Linked DNA regions of Mus musculus: region 2 is linked to region 1. The links are chromatin contacts, called in public promoter capture Hi-C maps. All regions are on one chromosome and are shown on one strand. Each heading gives the region's core, a stretch centred on a gene start, on an enhancer-like site or on the middle of the called end of the contact. The rest is flanking DNA. Distances are from core to core; before and after follow the strand shown.

Region 1 (5,765 bases), core at 1,727-4,226:
CAAAGAGCAGCTGAGGTTCATGGGCAGTATTGGCAAATCCAGGCAAATGTTCTATCCTAATAAGGTAAGGCCTTGGCTGCAGATACCCAATGAAGGGGGATTATATAAGACACAGTCTTACAAGTACAGCCTACATGGACTCTAAAACAAGACTTATCACAGAGAGAACACAAAGCTTAGTGTTAGAAAGAGCAGAGACCAGAGGGGAATAATAGAAAACTGAATGCAACAGAACCCACAGAATCCCAAGATATAAAGTATAAGTGCCCTGTGTGCTTCGTAGGCAACCATGCTCGGAGGCCGTTAGAGCCTGGGCCACGGACGTATTGTTAGGATGTATTAGATGTATTAGAATGTATTAGAAACTCCTCCATTGTTGGTGGGATTGCAAGCTGGAACAACCACTCTGGAAATCAGTCTGGCGATTCCTCAGAAAATTGGACATAGTACTACCTGAAGATCCAGCAATACCACTCCTGGGCATATATCCAGAAGATGTTCCAACTGGTAATAAGGACACATGCTCCACTATGTTCATAGCAGCCCTATTTATAATAGCCAGAAGTTGGAAAGAACCCAGATGCCCCTCAACAGAGGAATGGATACAGAAAATGTGGTACATTTACACAATGGAGTACTACTCAGCTATTAAAAACAATGAATTCATGAAAATTTTTAGGCAACGGGATGCATCTGGAGGATATCATCCTGAGTGAGGTAACCCAATCACAAAAGATCACACATGATATGCACTCACTGATAAGTGGATATTAGCTCAGAAACTCAGAATATCCAAGATATAAGATACAATTTGCTAAACACATGAAACTCAAGAAGAAGGAAGACCAAAGTGTGGATACTTTGCTCCTTCTTAGAATGGGGAAAAATACCCATGGAAGGAGTTACAGAGACAAAGTTTGGAGCTGAGACAGAAAGAAAGACCATCCAGAGACTGCCCCGCCTGGGGATCCATCCCATATACAACCATCAAACCAAGACACTATTGCATATGCCAGAAAGATTTTGCTGACAGGACCCTGACATAGCTTTCTCTTGTGAGGCCAATGCCTGTCAAATACAGAAGTGGTTGCTCACAGTCATCTATTGGATGGAACACAGGGCCCCTAATGAAGGAGCTAGAGAAAGTACCCAAGGAGCTAAAGGGGTATGCAACCCTACAGGTGGAACAACAATATGAACTAACCAGTACCTCCCAGAGCTGTGTCTCTGGTTGCATATGTAGCAGAGGAAGGCCTACTCCACCATCAATGGGAGGAGAGGCCCTTGGTTTTGGGAAGATCATATGCTCCAGTACAGGGGAATACCAGGGCCAGGAAGCAGGAGTGGGTGGATTGGGGAGCAGGGCAGGGGGAGGGTATAGGGGGCTTTGGGGATAACATTCGAAATGTAAATGAAGAAAATATCTAATAAAAGAAAAAAGAAATAAAAGAAACCGCTAATGATGTGGGGCAAGCGGCACAACTCATCTCAGTTGAGTGTACTTCTCCCTGATGGGGGCTGGTGACTTCCACTCCCTGATGCATGGAATGGCAGGATAGTTTCAAGCCACTTGATGCTCTATGGTGTGATTATTTACAGGAGAACTTTACATGTATCTAATTGAATGAGGTTTGATGAAGCAGAGAACAATTCCTGGGGCAGCCAGAGCCCAGAACTAGAATGATGAGGAATGATTCTTCAGCTGCTGGGAATATTTCTAAGAAGCAATGTATGGAAAACATCACAGGGTGCAAACACAGCTGGACTTGGGGAAGCATCATGCCCTTTGCTTTTTTCAGGCTCAGTTTAAATAGTTAACTGCCTGCAAGCAACCTGCTGTGGCTCACTGACAGCTCGTACTCACTGTTCAAGTTGGTTACAGGCTGTGAAGACAGCATAGTAAAGAGTTTACCCAAGAATGTGAGGACCTTGGCCCAGCTCTGTGTCCCACATTAAAAGCCAAGTGAGAGGCAAAGCACTTGTTATACCAGTGCTATGAGGTGAGGATGGTAGGCTTTCAGATCTCAATGGGTAACTAATCTAGACTACTTGGTAAGTTCCAGGCTAATAAGAGATCCTGTTTTTGAAAGAGAGAGAGAGAGAGAGAGAGAGAGAGAGAGAGAGAGAGAGAGAGAGAGAGAGAGAAGAAGAAGAAGAAGAAGAAGAAGAAGAAGAAGAAGAAGAAGAAGAAGAAGAAGAAGAAGAAGATGATGAAGGAGGAGGAGGAGGGGAGGAGGAGGAGGGGAGGACTGGCTACACACACAGACACACAGTCATACACATATGTGCACACACAAGCACACACACAGACACACACATGGACACAGATACTCACACACATACACACACTCACACACACACACAGACACACACATGGACACATACACACACTCACACACACACACAGACACACACATGGACACAGACTCACACACACACATACACACACACACACACACACACAGACACTCACACAGACACACACATTTGATTGGAATCTTTTTACTCACCAGGGTAAGCTTATGTTCACTGTGTATGGAGAAACACTTTAGGTCAACAGGGAGTAGGACTGTCATGTGTTTGTTCCTCTTGCCTTCCACCATTGTCATCATGTCATCTGCCCATTCTGGTTGGGTCTGGGAGTGAAGCCTGGGTGCAGATAATGGTTAGGGAAGTGTAAGACTGAGTGTACACACCAGTGAACAAGATCAGCCAATTGATCTGTTTGTAAGTCAGTCTTCTGGCATGTGGGAGTCCTGTCTATAAAAGCTGCCCTGGTCACTAGTCTGGTCTACCATGCCTTGTACTTTAGGACAAAGAGGCTAAGCATAGTGTTAGCTTGAGATAAAGTCCCACATTGAGCCAAGGTCAGATCAAAGCCACACAGAGGCTCTCCTAGACCCACCACCCAGTTCCTGGTAACAGTGCCCAGCACGGAAGCCCATGGTTGGGATCTGGGGAGAGGGAATGTTCATTATCTTTTATCCTTCCTACTGGTACTGCAGGAGCAGCTCCACTGAGTGGGAGCGTCTGTTCCCACCATTTACCAGCTGCTGTAAAAGAATTAAAAGTGCCATTTGAGACTGTGATCATTTAATGATGAGGCTGTGAATTAGGGCATAATGGCAGAATTGCTGCCTCGTTTTCAAGTTTAGATTACTGGAGCTGAGTTTATCTGGTGTGGCTAAGCAATGGGCCATGTACTGCAGCTCTGGGAAGAGACACATGGGACTCTCCAGAAGAAGGAAGAAGAAAAAGTATCACACTTGAGAGGGGAGACTGCACCAGAGGAGAGGCAGCAGAAAGTCTGACACTCCAATTAAATGGGATTGCAGCATCTGATGTCCCAAGTCACCAAGAGAAAAGAGCTCTAAATAAAACACTTTCAGACAACTGAAAGCAAACACTTTTCCCCAAAAATGGAAACTTCTAAAAACATACTCATCGTTTCATGACATAATGGAGCTATGTCCCAAGAAGGCATGTGGAGCTATTTGCCCTGGTGCTAACTGACCCCTAACTAATGTGTTTTTCTATTTGCCCTCTCCCTCTCCCTCTCCCTCTCCCTCTCCCTCTCCCTCTCCCTCTCCCTCTCCCTCTCCCTCTCCCTCTCCCTCTCCCTCTCCCTCTCCCTCTCCCTCTCCCTCTCCCTCTCCCTCTCCCTCTCTCTCTCTCTCTCTCTCTCTCTCTCTCTCTCTCTCTCTCTGCCAGATTCCACTTCTCAGTGTGTCATGCCCAACTCTGCTTACCTTACCTGTTTGACCTCAGCAGGAACTGAAGCTAACTTGGGAAAACCAGAAAAATCAGCCCATGAGAACAGTAAATCTGTGTCTTTGTGGATTCCAGGAAAACAGAAGTTCTTTCAGGTTTTTTTCTATGTATTTATCTGTCATCACTGCCACCCTTCTCTCCAAAATACATACAGAAACACATACACACATATATATACCACACACATCATAGACATACGTGCATACCAGAAACACATACACACCACACACATTATACACACACATATACACCACACACATTATACACATACACTATACACACACATACAACACACACACACACACACACACACACAGAGAGAGAGAGAGAGAGAGAGAGAGAGAGAGAGAGAGAGGGAGAGAGAGAGAGAGAGAGAGAGTAATTTAAGACCAAAGCCTCAATTCATAACTTTTTCATCTCAATCGCTACCATGACTACAAGGACTTCCCAGGGGGAAGGAGTACACTGGAGCAAGGCAAAAGATCAGCCGAGAACCAATGCCTTCTATTTCAGTATCAGGCTTTGTTTGCCCAAGTTGTTGAGAATGCCTGGCCAGAAGGCCTTGAGCCCACTTGCAAGGCTCCAGGAGTGGACAATGATAGTGAGTGATTTCTCAGGTACAGCCGAGTAGCTGGTGGCTGGAACTGGCATGGATATGGGTGTGCTGAGGCCACATAGCCATGAGAACAACTATTCCTCAACTTGCCCTGTCTCCTGTTCTGTATCTCAGAGTAAACTTGGGCTGGACCTGGGAGAGTGAGGCTGGCACCTTTGAACTCTTGCCAAAACTAAACAGATCATAAAGAGAGAGGGACACACTATATGCCTATATTCCCAGGATTTTGGTATTACTGCAGTTTTCTGGCTCAAAGTTCAATAAGAGACACTGTCTCAAGAGAAAACAGTGAAGAGTGACATTGTAGGACACCTAACGTCCTCTTCCAGCCTCTGTGCATGTACAAGTGAGCACAGCCTCGCATACAACACACACACACACACACACACACACACACACACACACACATACAGTAGCTCAGCCACTGTAGACCAACTCACTCTCTATTGGACTCTGCACTTTTTGTCTTCCATCACATAGAGTGCATCCTGCTATCTCTGGAACATTATGATGATCTCAGCCTGGTCCCTGTTCTTGAAACCTGTGCCTCATGCTGCAGCAGTCAGATTATCTAAGCTACTTGCTGAATGAAACATTATCAGTGCCCCCCATTCCTCAGTAGGAATTCGGAGCCCTCTGTGGCCCATGCCTCTGACTCTGTCTCACACCATTCCCAGACTCAGCCACATCAGGATGAACACAGCATGTGTAGCTCCCACTTCTGTCCTTGCTTCCATTGTCTGTTCATGTGCCACTATTCCATGGTCTCCATAGCCACTCCCTCACCCACTCCCGTCACATGCTCCCTGATGTCCCTCCACACAGCTCCGGAATGATTCCTTATTGTTACTGCTACATCTTGCAAAGACTGAGTAGGTGAGCTTCCCACTGGGTTCCTGTAGAACCTGCTAAGTCTGGGTGTCTCTGGAAGAGCCACATTATACTCAAAATATCCATGATGCATCTTTATGTGATTTCAAGAGAGTAGAGACTTTTTTTTCCCACTTAGATCGAAGTCTCGTTGCACTAATCAGTGTTTCCTGGACAGATCTGAAACAAAAAGAACATACAGATTTTGAGAATAGATATTCCCTCGGGAATGACTCACTTAAATGCAAATTCAGGGGTCTCTCTAGAGGCCTGTGTCCTTGTTTGTGTTTCTTCTGCTTTTGCTAGTTGATACGTTTCAAACAGTTCAGTGTTAAAAAATTCATTGAGCATTCATTATGCGCCAGTCATTGTAAACAAGTATACCAATAGATTAAAAAACAAAAAACAAAAAACAAAAACCCACAGCCCTAGCCTTCAAGGGGAATTTTAACCTCTGCATTTTTCTGAAGATTAAAAATACCATCATTTAATACAGATTAGGTCTAAT
Region 2 (5,765 bases), core at 1,348-3,847, 110 kb before region 1:
ATCAGCAATGTAAGTCGGGGTCCAGCTAATGTAGAGAATCATCTAAACTCAGTTCACTAGGTGAACTCCTACTCATGTTTGTCAGACTTGCCATGAGGGACTTAACTTTATGAGCATAGTAGTCCCTTAAATTGACCGAAGGGACCTCTTTCATTCCATCTCCAAAGTCACAGCTGCGCATAGCACTCTCAAGTTGCTTTTGGCGCCGATAGAAATGGGAGAACTTATTGAAGATCAAAGTGATGGGCAAGACCACCACCAGGATGCCTGCCAAGATGCAGGCAGAGGCAGTCAACTTCCCAGCTGTTGTCCCTGGGACCACATCTCCGTACCCAACTGTGGTCATACTGACAGTGGCCCACCACCAGCAGGCAGGGATGGTGGCCAGGCCTTCGTTCTCCTCCTTTTCAATGGTGTAGGCCACCACAGAGAAGATGGAAATCCCCACTGAGAGGTAGAGCAAGAGCAACCCCACTTCCTTGTAGCTGTACTTCAGGGTGGCTCCCAAGGAGCGGAGGCCAGTGGAGTGTCTGGCCAGCTTGAGAATTCGGAAGATCCTCATTAGCCTCAGGACTTGAGCCACCCTGCCCAAGTTAGCCAAGGTAGGAGAACTCTCCACCACCAGGTTCACCACTAGAGTTATGTAAAATGGGACAATGGACATGAGATCAATAAGGTTTAGAGCATTCTTGAAGAACTTAAGAAAGTCAGGGGCCACAGCAAACCTGGCCACCAACTCAAATGTGAACCAAGCAATGCCAAAGTGCTCCACAATTTCGAACCTGGGGTCTTCACCGGGGTTACCCTGGCTATCAGGGATTTGGAAGTCTGGCAGGCTATTGAGGCACATGGTGATGATGGAGCCCAACACCACCAAGATGGAAAGGACACTGAAGACCCTGCTTAGGACTGAGTAGCCTGGGTTGTCCAACGCCAGCCACAGCTGCCTGCGGAAGTTGCCCAGGGGTTGCCCATCGAACTTGGAAGCATCATTATAGAAGGCCAAGATCTCATCGAAGGAGGAAGTGGTGCTTTCCTGGTCACTCTGCTCGTCCCATTTCTCCTGCTCAGGTTCCACTTTGCGGCCGTGATAGCTATAGCTGCAGCAAGAGTCGATGAAGAACTCATTGATACCCCAGTACTCGATCTCCTGGCTGAAGGAGAAGACGCACAGCTCAGCCATGACGTGAAGCTTGCCGGTGTGGTAGAAATGCAACACATAGGGGAAGAGCTCGGGGTTACGGTCGAAGTAGAACTCACGCTGAACGTCATCGTAGTCATCGCAGAGTTCCAGAATGGCCTCTCGCGAGTGGCAGAGGAGCAGACGGCCCAGGCGTGTCTCAGGGAAGCGCAGCAGCGTATGGGAACGCAGCCGTCTCTTGAAGCCACCCACATTGATGCGGATCTCTCCATCCTCGACGTCGGTATCGGACACATCCCACAGGCTCTGGCGGGTCATGCTGGAGATGCCCAGGCGCCCGCGCCGCGCGGGGGCGCTACACCTGAAAGCAGAGGGAACAGCATCTATGTGAGCGCCGGCACTCCCCACCCCAAGTCTTTCTCTTGTTTTCTCTTCACCCTCATCTGACTGGCCTCTCCAGCAGGGTCTCTAGGTGAGGTCCAGCACTGGGGTGCAGGAATGGGTCTATGGGAGTTGACTCCCTTCCCAAGGCAAGACAAGGGTGTATGTTTCCACGAGTACACCCGGGCCTCCACCTCCTCCAGGGAGTGGCGCCTGTCGGCTCTGAAAGCCCAAGGGGGCTGTGTGCTGACCTTGCCTGTGAGCAGACCAAGGAGACGCCCCCGCCCTCTCGCCGCAGACAGGCGGGACCCAAGCTGAGATGCGCACTGGCAGGGCTGGGCCAAGAAGGGGGCGCGGAGATTTGGGAGGAGGCAAGGAAATTCACCGCTCTAATCTGTAAATCTGGGCCGAGGGCTAAAAGGGTCAACTCAGCGTCCCAGATCTCCAGCCTTCAAGGACCGATTCCATTCCCAGCCCCCTTCCTACCACCACCCCCGCGCCCTTCTGGCGCCGTGCTCCCCGGCCGCGTGCGCTGCGCCTTCCCGGAGCTCGCCTTGCGCGTTCTAAAAGCGCTTACCTGGGTGCACGGGAGCCCGCGGCAGAGGCCGGCGGGAAACTTCCCCGACCTGCTGGCAAGCATCACCGCGGTGGACGCCGTTGGCTGGCTGCGCGAGTGCGCGCGGGTGCGAGGATGTAGATGTGAGTGCTTGTCTGTGTGCCCCGCCACCGGGCAGGCGGGGTCCACCGTGCGCCTCCTTCAGTCTCCGGCCGCACACACCACCGCCCACATCCGCGAGAGGCTCACAGGTGGCTGCGTGGCCCCGACGCTCGTGGAGCCCCCCTCTTCCGATCTGCGCGCCCCTCACCCACCACGAGAGGCAGGAGCCCACGCCGCAGGCGCCCGTGGAGCGGGGGCGGGAACCGAGCCGGTGCGCCTTGCAGAGGGCCTTGAGCCTGGTGCTGCGCGGTGGTGCTGAACGGACAGCTCCGAGCGCGCCAGCCCGGGGCACAGTCGCCGCCCAGACTCTTGAGACGTTCCGGAGCATCATTCTGTTCTTCGGGCGCCCCCCAGCTTTGCACGGAGCTGACACCTTTTCCCCCTCCCTCGGCATCCTCCAGGGACAGCTGTTATTGTCAGCACCCCCAGGGCTCAGACAGAGGGTTGCCTACAGTGACTTTCCTCCCTCGCCGGGTCTGTAGGAAACAGACTGGAGAATGAAGGATGGCTTTTATGTATAGGGCGGATAGGGCAGCAACGGAATGATCTACCGGCTTCGGCTTCCTCTTTTAGAAACCTGAAGAAAAGTTTCCTATACCTGGAAATGGGGTTATCGGAAAATGGGAGCTGTCAGAGAAGACTGAGGTTGAGCTGTGGCAGGGATATGGGTGGGGCAGGAGCTTGGGTGTGTGCACAGGTCCTGTTGGCATGGGGAGGAGTAATGGAGTTCTGTTTGAGAACTCTGCATGATACCGTGTATGTACAAGCCAGTGTGAGCTTCAGAGGAGTACTTGGAGTTCTGTGCGTGTGTGCAATCTGAGGAGTAGGACTACCCAAAATCTGTGTAAAGTATTGACAAATATGTCTTCTGATGGATGCGAAGATGCATACAGTGTGCCATGTATGAGGATCTGGACATGCATTAGTGTGGTATGTGCATACAGTGTGAGAAACTGTGTGCTGTATAAACACTGACTTCAGCACAGAATTCCCAATCATAAGACATAGGGCCCTCATATTGGCCAAGCCAAGAAATAGACCCTTATTCCTTGGTATCCCCCTGGTCTCTGAGCAAATACATGGTCCTCATTTTCAGACTGTGGCATGCATTGTTAGCAGAGAGCTGGTGTCCTCATGTCTTGGTCAGAAGTAATAGGACAGTTCTTATAAGGTGGCTCCAGACTCAGGAAAAACAGTGCAACCACGAGAAACACATTCTTCATATGTGGCTCTAAGGGTGCCACCTGAATTGAGAGGTGTTCTGGCTCTAGATTGTTTGATGGGTTGGAGCTGAACTCCGGTCAGAGCATTTGTCTGGTATGTACAAGGCCCTAGGTATTGATCCCCAGAACTATGCAAACAGTGCAAAAGACTAGCCTGCTTTAAGCTCCCTCAGAGGGTCTGAAAAGAATCCTTGATCTAGTTTTGTGTTGGATCAGTGGATCCAAGTATGAGTCTTTGTATCAGCCACTCACCTTTGAGCATATATGATGTGTGCATTGGTTACATGTGTCCTCACTAAAAGGACGCTACACCCATGTCTCTGAAGCTTCTGTGAGTGTGGGTCTTCCTGCAAAAGCAGTTCCATATGGGAAGAAGAATAATGTGGTGTGGTTCATGTGAGCTTCCGTTCTTTGATGTTTGATGCTAGTAGTGGCAACAGTGGTGGTGGCGGTGGTGCTGGTGTGTGTGTGTGTGTGTGTGTGTGTGTGTGTGTAGGGAGTGATCTGCCAGTTGGTATCTGCCATCTTCATGCATTTATCACTGTGCTTTATTCATGTCACCCTATCTACTACTGCCTTGCTGCCCTCTTTCCTCTCCCAATCCATCCCCCTATCCCTGTCTTATTTTTTTGATACAGGCTCTCTCTGTGTAGCTCTGACTGCCCTGGAGCTTACTATATAGACCTGGCTGACCTTGAACTCACCGTCTGCCTGCCTCTGTGTTCTGAGTGATGGGATGGGATCATACGTGTATGCCACCTCTCCTGACCCCAACCATCTATTTCTATGGGAGTCTGCTTATCATAGTCTCACCTTATCCTCTGTGTAGTCTGGTTGGATCTATCATTTGAAATCTGGAGCTCCCCCACACCTGGCTGGGCTTCTGTCTGGAGGCTCCTTGGTCTCCTTCATCCCCACGGTGTGCTGCTGGGAGAGTGCCAGCCTTTGCAGAGGTTGTGTGAACTGGTGGATCTGTTATCACTGGCTTGCTGACCCTCCTTTTCAATGCCTCCATACCTTGGAGGGTGGCTGTGAGGTTTCCACACTGCCGGGGCCCTTTGTACCTGGGGACATCCACTCTCTCTCTAGCCTGACATCCTCTCAGTTGGCTTCTGGCAAACTCAAGCCTTACAGTTACCTTGTGCTACACACATCTGTGTGAGTTCTGCTGCATGACACTTCTCAGACACACAAATTCCTTCAGCCTCGGCTCCTGACTCCCGTGTGCCTTGGCTCCTTGAGCTCTGTTTATTAATCACCTTTTCCTGCTGTACTTGGGGGGGGGGGTCTCTCTTCCTAGGAGTAGGAAATGAGCTTTGTGACTCTTGTTTTCTTTCCTCTCTGCTTTATTTATCTCACTCATTTCTTCTTCCTTCCTGATTATAGAAGACTCTGTTCATAGAAAAATAAATTCTCAGCTTTTGTTTCTTTGTACCTCTCACAGGCTTCTGGGCTCTCAGACTTCACATTTCCCTATTAAGGGCTACTCTCCATCACCTATAGCTCTGCCCTTCTGCCCCCACCTGTCCCTCATCTCCTTCTACATTTGGCTTGTTTCTCCCTTCATCAGCTGCCTTTACCCCTGTCTAGACCCCAGGCTACATTGGAGCCCTTGTTTATATCTGCCTTCAGTTAGCTTTTCCTGTGGGGCCAGGGACAAACAACCTTTCCATGAGTATCAAAGTGAATTTGGAGTCTTCAGGGAGAAGCCTGAGTGCGGGGCCATGAGCTTTTCCTTGGAAAGGCTAAGCAGAAGCTCCTGGGCCTGACAGATGTCTTCTCAGAGAGTTAAGTGTATATGACAGGCAGAGCCACTTGTTTATTTCCGAGTCAATGCACTAAAGAGAAATGCAGCCATCTCCCTCCTTCTGTAGCAAAGAAGCTGGTTTTGTTTATAGTTTATTTAGAGGTCTGAACTCTGATCTTAAAATATAGCTGCCTGCTTTCCTGGTGGTGTATTTCTAGGCTTGCTTGAAGGAGGTACTAAAGGGGTGGAGAAGGGGGGAAAGGCATTCTGGGAATGGGGATAAGGGGACCCTGGGTGGTGACCCATATCCTTGTATCTGGGTGACTGTTTCTCTGCTTCCCCTGCCAACACAGATCTCAGCTGAGCCCACACAGCACAGACTCAGCTTCTCTCCTGACAGGTGAGGGGGCTGCTTCAGCGGCCTTTTGAGTGATCTGAGCTGCCTGACCTACATTCCCCACTCTTCAGAAGAACAGAGCCCCATCCATCCCTGACCCTGATGGAGTAGACCACTCTTACCCACACCTATCCTGCTGCCTACCAGCCCCTCTCCCA

What was found. Promoter capture Hi-C pulls out the DNA fragments that hold promoters and counts their contacts.
Region 2: a promoter capture Hi-C map of hippocampal neurons shows a contact between it and region 1, with 2.8 times the contacts expected there. The contact joins the promoter of Kcns2 here to the enhancer-like site in region 1. A contact is called at or near these places in 6 of 39 promoter capture datasets (embryonic stem cells, hippocampal neurons, liver and 2 more), 1 of 115 datasets of contacts at active chromatin or transcription factors (embryonic stem cells) and 1 of 9 other capture datasets (pancreatic islet).

What each region holds. Positions count from the first base shown.
Region 1 is chr15:34,720,367-34,726,131 of GRCm38.p6, reverse strand. No RefSeq gene overlaps it. Among named protein-coding and RNA genes, the nearest start is that of Nipal2, 45 kb to the right of the region's middle. Within about 2 kb of position 2,976, at least 5 of the 459 cell types and tissues checked have an H3K27ac peak or open chromatin away from gene starts, as enhancers often do. A contact at or near this core is called in hippocampal neurons, where this site is marked.
Region 2 is chr15:34,834,187-34,839,951 of GRCm38.p6, reverse strand. Kcns2 (K+ voltage-gated channel, subfamily S, 2) reads right to left here and starts at 2,597. Exons shown (of 2, transcript NM_181317.4): 1 at 2,100-2,597; 2 at 1-1,502. The coding sequence starts at 1,459. The coding sequence ends at 26. It overlaps Gm32970 (a long non-coding RNA gene), which reads left to right and starts at 1,277. Exons shown (of 7, transcript XR_383919.3): 1 at 1,277-1,613.